Regions from separate parts of the Zea mays genome. Here region 2 is linked to region 1. The links are chromatin contacts, called in public Hi-C maps. All regions are on one chromosome and are shown on one strand. The core of a region is the stretch at or near the end of the contact, and the rest is flanking DNA. Distances in the headings are between cores, read along the strand shown. Region 1 holds the start of LOC100382802 (Mediator of RNA polymerase II transcription subunit 34). Region 2 holds the start of LOC100382969 (cytochrome P450 family 76 subfamily C polypeptide 7).

The links. Hi-C and Micro-C count contacts between places; a contact is called where the count stands out from the background.
Region 2: a Hi-C map of tassel shows a contact between it and region 1, with 4 times the contacts expected there. The contact joins the promoter of LOC100382969 here to the promoter of LOC100382802 in region 1. A contact is called at or near these places in 4 of 25 Hi-C or Micro-C datasets (ear, leaf and tassel).

Annotation. Positions count from the first base shown.
Region 1 is chr1:126,588,040-126,591,667 of Zm-B73-REFERENCE-NAM-5.0, forward strand. It overlaps LOC100382802 (Mediator of RNA polymerase II transcription subunit 34), which reads right to left and starts at 1,700. Exons shown (of 21, transcript NM_001175504.1): 1 at 1,549-1,700; 2 at 1,238-1,313; 3 at 909-1,129; 4 at 179-325; 5 at 1-102. The coding sequence starts at 1,304.
Region 2 is chr1:126,911,950-126,915,577 of Zm-B73-REFERENCE-NAM-5.0, forward strand. It overlaps LOC100382969 (cytochrome P450 family 76 subfamily C polypeptide 7), which reads left to right and starts at 1,654. Exons shown (of 2, transcript NM_001175653.1): 1 at 1,654-2,543. The coding sequence starts at 1,665.

The sequences.
Region 1 (3,628 bases), core at 450-2,949:
TTCTCCTTTATCAAGTGTCTTATAGATGAACTTCTCAACTTCCTTGTTGGTAGTTGAAGTTAGCATGTATGCTGGTATACCTAAAGCTGACAGTCCCATGACCTGGATTGATATAAATTTTTCAAGGATCAGAACAAGGATGTATAGGGAAACCAAAAAATATTTACACTTTAACCACCTGGTCCTGAATAAGGGAAAGTAAAGGACTGACAACCAGTGCAATTCCATCACGAAGTACAGCTGGGAGCTGGTAACATAGACTCTTCCCTCCACCAGCTGCCATTATGACCAGAACATCTCTTCCACTCATGACTGCATTAATTATCTATAAGCAGAATATGTTTAATGGGTGCAAAATGAGAGGAAACTGTACAAGAGGAAACTGTACAATACGAAGGGGGTGTTTGGTTCCCCTGACTAAAGTTTAGTATGTGTCACATCGAACGTTTGAATGTCAATTACGGATATTAAATATATCCTAATTATAAAACAAATTACAGAGATGAAGACTAAACGACGAGAAAAATTTATTAAACCTAATTAATCCATGACTAGCAAATGTTTACTATAGTGTCATATGAGCGAATCATGTACTAATTAGGTTTAATAGATTTCGTTTAGTCCTAACCTATGTAATTAGTTTTATAATTAGAATATATTTAATACTTCTAACTAGCATTTAAACATCCAACATGATAGAGACTAAAGTTTAGTCCCTGTATCCAAACAAGATCAAAACAGCGTTAAGAAGAAAATAACTGCAACCATTTGTTGTTCGCTAATGAAATTTATAGCAACTCCGAATGGTACTGATTAAAAAATAAAAACTTGCAATTTGAGTTTTCACCTGCAGTACTCAAGAGGAGTGAAAGAGTTTAAAATGTCAGACCAGTCTCCTATAAACTTACTTCTCGTTGATTTGATCGGTAGGAGGAAATGCCAAATATATTGAACCTGGTATCGTCAGCCTCCAGATCCCATGGGAAGCTCCCAGACCAATCTTCCGGAGCAACTGAAGATGTGTTAATTGTTGTATTTCTGGTCAATTTAGATGCTTCGAGCAAAGCCTTCAACTGTGCCTGGCGTTCATACAACTCCTCTTGGCGATCGAGTAATGTTTTAATTTGTCCTGTAAAGCATGAAGTTCAAATGTGTACATGACTAGTTCGGAAACTAGATGAAAGTTGTCATGGAAAAATTCATGTAATGCTATTATTATAATTGGTTGTGATGATACCTTGGATGTCGTGGAGTTGTGACTCCACGAGCAACAGTTCTCCCTCGATGTTTTCTTCGTCCTCCATGCCTCGGTTCTGTATAGACACAAGAAAAACAGTTCGATTGTTTTCTTCATCCTGAGCAACTATTGATGCCATCGTACCGAGTAATAGGGCCCTTCCCAATGCCAGCAAGCCAGCCAGCGGAGAGGCACAAATTTCCTCCCCATCCGCCGAAATTTATTCCCATACCCGCCCGGCGCAAGGACCCAGCCTAAATGTCAACTGCGAAAGCAAGGAGGAGAATTGGGAATTTGAACTCAGCTCTCACCTGGGGTAGAACTCAGCTTTCTGCTCGGTAGAGGCTGCCGGGGAGCCCGCCGTGCTTCTGAAATCGGAGACGGACGGGGTACCAAGATGAAATAGGGATGTGGTCCGGACACCCCCGTCGGGTCCACGCTACAGCCGCTGATGATCCCAATCCGAAATAGGAAGCGGAAAGCTTGCCTTGCGTCGGCTAATTCCATTAGTTTTGGGCTACACGAGTGCGAGTTCCAACTTGGTACCCTAAACCCTAAAATTTTCTTTCTCGCATGGTTACTCTAAATTCTTCTTCTATGTCTCATTATAATCATAAAATGTCATTTTACAACTCTATATATCATCCAACATTACTTTTTCACAACTAATAAATACCAGCGTGCACAGAATACGTTGAAAGGGGGCCTACACAGTTTATCCTGGTTGTGGCGTGCTATCGTGTGTAGAAGAGACAAAGGGATGGGATAGCGCCCAGCGATGCAGCTCAACGTTAAGGCTGTCTCTAGTAGCGTCCCCTAAATTTCGTCCCCTAAAGGAATATTCTTTGTCCTTTACAGCACACTCTAAAAGATTATGTTCTCTATATCTTCTGTGTCTCCAGCAACGTCCCCTAAATTCGGTCTCCTAAAGCTACAGTGTTAACAGAATTCCTTTTTCCATTTCTTTTTCTGTTTTCTTTGTTTTGTACCCATTTCATGCTATTCAAAGGATACTAAAAATATTGTATTCAATAATTTTAGAAATAATAATCTAAAAATAATGGTTGATTAATAATTTCGAATTGTACAAAATAAATAACATTCAATTTTATGTTGTGTGTCATTGTTGTCGAAAAAACATGTCACAGTATTTGAATCGTATGAAAAAAAATGTTAGAAATTGACATGCTTCCACCGTAAGCCACGACACTTCTTCAACAAGCTATCGACTAGCTTCGGCTGCACGACAAGAGCATGGCTTCTCTCCTAAGCCTATCCCTTCTATAAATAATCACTACTTCAACACTTCACTCACACTTCGCATACACTCCTCCACAACAATGAACCGGTTCGCAGATTCCAATATTTTTCTTAGGATGGCGCAAGACATGGAAGATGAAGAACATGAGCTCGAGGTTGCGACGTACCAACATCGTAGGCGTCGTGCACTTAACGAGCGTCGGTATGCTGGTTCCATTCCCGGTCGTGTTCGAATCCATCGTGACCATATCAGTGGTGATGCAAGAATCCGAGCCGACTACTTTTGCGCGCAACCGGTTTACACGGATGCACAATTCCGGAGGAGGTATGTTTTTTTGTACGCACATCTATTCAAGTCCATAGTACGTACTTCACACTTGTACTGACAAAATTTTGCAATATAGGTTTCGCATGCGTCGCTATGTGTTCGAGCGCCTCGTTCTTGCTGTGCAACAAGTGGATCCCTACTTCGTTCAGCGTCCAAACTGTGCCGGTGAGCTAGGTCTATCTGCCCTTCAGAAAGTTGTTGTTGTCGTACGTATCCTTGCATACGGTGTTCCTGCGGATGCCGTTGACGAATACGTACGCATTGGTGAATCTACGCCACATGAGACTTTGAAACACTTTTGCACCACCATCCAAACCGCTTTTGGGGGGTACTATCTCAGGAAACCTACTCCTGCTGATATCGCTAGGCTTCTCTAAGTTGGAGAGTCACGCGGTTTCCCTGGTATGCTTGGTAGTGTGGATTGCATGCATTGGGAGTGGCGTAACTGCCCAACTGCATGGAAGGGGATGTTTACCGGTCGCGGTAAACACCCTACAATGATCCTCGATGTTGTTGCCTCATATGACCTATGGATTTGGCATGCATACTTCGGCATGCCCGGTAGCTGTAACGACATCAATGTTCTTCAGCGTTCAAACCTGTTTGATTCGCATCTTACCGGTGATAGTCCACCAGTGACTTTTTCCGTCAATGGACACACGTACAACATGGGATATTACCTAGCAGATGGTATTTATCCCGACTGGCCAGTGTTTGTCAAGACAATCTGTCATTCGTATGATGTGAGGACCCAACACTTCGCCACTATTCAAGAGTCCGCTAGAAAAGACATTGAACGAACT
Region 2 (3,628 bases), core at 404-2,903, 320 kb after region 1:
ACTTTGTCGGGCAGCGACCTCGGCCGGATCGCGCTCCCAACCGACCGTATCGCATGCGCATTTAATGCGGGGATCGCCTGACACCTTATCCTGACACGCGTGCCTCAGTCGGCAAGGTCGAAGTGACCGCAGTCACTTCGCCCCTTTACTGACCGTTCTGACAGGAAAACAGCACTGTACGCCCCGCTCCGGCTACTGTGCCAACCACCAGGGTAAAACTGAGTTACGATCTCCCACGAGTTCGGCCTCGGGCGCAACAGGGAGCTCCGCCTCGCCCGACCTCAGGCCTCGGCCTTAGCCTCGGCCTCGGGAGAAGGTCTCCGCCTCGCCCGACCTCAGGCCTCGGCCTCGGGAGAAGGTCTCCGCCTCGCCCGACCCCAGGCCTCGACCTCAGCCTCGGCCTCGGGATGAGTCACATCCTCGCCCGACCTCGGCCTCAGGAGAAGTCTCCGCCTCGCCCGACCTCAGCCTCGGACCGACTACGCTACAAGGGATACATCATTACCCTACTCCTAGCTAGCTGCCTCAGGCTATGAAGGAACAAGACCGGTGTCCCATCTAAGGATACTCCGGCAACAGGTAATGATGGTTCCCCTTGTTCGCCCATGACGTCGTTGCTCTCAAACCCCCTACGGAAGCAAGCAAACGTCAGCAGGATCCATGCCGCACCGCCAGCTATGCTTCTACAGGGCTCAAGGCACTTCTTCGACGGCCACGTTAGCTCATGCACAGGGCTCAAGGCGCTCCTCCGCCAGCCACGTTAGCACATAGCTACACCCCATTGTACAGCTGGACATCTCCTTGTATCTATAAAAGGGGATGTCCAGGGCTCCTAAAAGGAGGGGGGCACGTGGGGACGCAAAGGTGGAGATTCACGTTGTCACACAGACACGTCCACGTGGACACACGTTGACAACGGGGTCTCCCTCTCTCTCGCTCTCGCTCTCGCTATCTCGCGACGCTTGTAACCCCTACTACAAGCACCCCGGTGCAGGATAACATAAGCCTCATTTTCCTCTTGTGTTCCATCTTACATCAACCCATCTGGACAGGGGCACGCAACAACAAATTCACTGGTTGGTTGACGGACCTCGCAGGTCCGAAACGCCCACAATATTCACCAATATATTTATTCAATAGCTTAACTCATATAAGGATCTTTTTATATTTTCTTATTTGTTTAATAGGGAACATGTCTCACAAATAAAACATAGACTTAAAACTGAATTGTCTCTCTTTTTATTATATTTTTTTTCTTGAACTAGCTAATATTTTAAACCATATTTTAAGGGTTTACCTCTGGGCGTGCCGCTGGGTGTTTCGGGCGCGCTGCAAAAAGGGAAATCCAGTTATGGAACTATTGGAGAGCTTATTTTGTTGTTTTTTGCTAAACCGTGATTTTGGGTATAAGAGTAAGGAGATGTTGGAGACAGGAGATACCCTAAAATATAGCAAATCCTATTTTTAAGTACCCAATAGTTTTTAATCTTAATTTTTTATTATGTCGTTGGAGGTGCTGTAAGAAAAAAAATCAATAAAATCGTCGCTCGCGGTCCTCGAGCACTCTGCATCATTTCATTGGATACAATATATTTGCAAGATCCACGCAAACCAGGGCAGCGGCAGCTGTTTCATTTTCAGGGCAGAGGGTTGGTGATGGGCTGATGGCTATGCTAGTTCTGTGGCTGGCATGGCTTCTAGTCTCTCTGATCGCAGTATACTTCCTCGACCTCTATGTCCACGCTCGCCGGGGCCTTCCGCCCGGACCCCGCCCACTGCCGTTAATCGGCAGCCTCCACCTTCTTGGCGACCAGCCACACCGCTCACTCGCTCGCCTCGCCAAATTCCACGGCCCGCTCATGTCGCTCCGTCTGGGCGCGGTCACCACGGTTGTGATCTCCTCACCGGATGTTGCGCGCGAGTTCCTGCAGAAGCAGGACGCTGTCTTCGCCAATCGGTTTGTGCCCCATGCCATCGGCGACCATGTGAAGAACTCCGTGCCCTGGTTGCCGCACTCCGGACGCTGGCGCGCCCTCAGAAAGATCATGGCAACTGAGCTGTTCGCGCCGCACCGCCTCGAGGCGCTCCAGCATCTACGCCGCCAGAAGGTGGAGGAACTCGTGGGCCACGTCCGGCTACTGGCACTGCAGGGACGGGCGGTGGACGTCGGCAGCGTGGCGTTCACCACGTCCCTGAATCTTCTCTCGCGCACAATTTTCTCCTGCGACCTGACGAACCTCGACGACCACACCGGATCGGCGAAAGAATTCCAAGAGGTGGTGACAGAGATCATGGAGGTTGCCGCGAGTCCCAACCTGTCGGATTTGTTCCCAGCGCTGGCTTGCGCCGATCTGCAAGGATTGCGACGGAGACTGGCAAAGCTCTTTGCACGGCTGCACCAGGTGTTCGACGTGGAGGTCGACCGGAGGTTGTGCGAGCGTGATGCTGGCGATCGCCGGAAGAATGACTTCCTCGACCTGTTGCTTGACACCGACGGAGGGACGGCAGCGTTGGACCGCGACTCGCTCCTGTCATTATTCACGGTAAGCACCAAGCAGAAAAATTATTTACACTAGTTTTTTTTTATTTCATCGCGTGCCAGTGTCATTAAGGTGCAGCAGAAATTGATTCAATATATTTTCAGAGCCTCGGCATAAGATTTTTGTTTCGTTATGTTTAAACTGAAAAGTTCCAATCACAGACACTAGCTAAACACGTCGAATAATTGGCATAAACTATATTTTATTCTGTAGAGGTTTGGGGTCACTCCCGAATTTTACCTAGTGTACATTTTAAACAATAATTCAACTACAAACAATTAAGCATCAGCAATAATTTAGTTATATCTACTTATTTTAAGCCATCTCACATTGAGCGGCAACAAAACATATCATGAATCATTATCCAAGTTATTTATTCAAAATAATTACTATTGTATCTTAACTATTTTTGCGTAAAATAAACAATGGACTGGATTTCGGGACGGGTGCGGATCACCCACGGGTTGAAATAAAAATCTGCACCTGTATCTACGAAACTTCGGGTCAGGTACGAGTTGCACCCGCAGGTCAAAATCTTCACCCATACTAACCTATCGGCCGGGGTACCCGTCGGGTTTCAGATTTAACCTATCGGCTCCGGGTACCCGTCGGGTTTCAGATTTGCGGGTCAAATTGCCATCCCTAACCCTTACCTCCCTTCTAAACAACAGATATTCGAGCCTAGATATTGTGTAGGGGTTGCCTGATGTGGAGGCAAATAATTGGGTATGGTGGATATCCTTTGGTACCCTAGGTCCAACTTGATTGATGCTTTCAACTTTTCCATATTAACACACCAAAAAATGTAAAAAAAATTTAAACAGTATACAAAAATAATGTCGAGTAAGTCTGCTAAGGCTATTTCCAGCAGCTCTCGTATCCCATTTCTTATCGCACTTCGCACCTCCTATTTTAAACTCTACCCTGCAAATAGTGATATCTATAATATAAAACGATCTTTTGCACGAGCATATGCATAATCTGCTAGACACAACCTAAGAATTTCCACAAGGCATTTTAAACCATATATGTGTTGTTGCTCTCGCAGTCTCGCTTCTAGAGCTAAGGTTCTCCATAGCAGATCATGT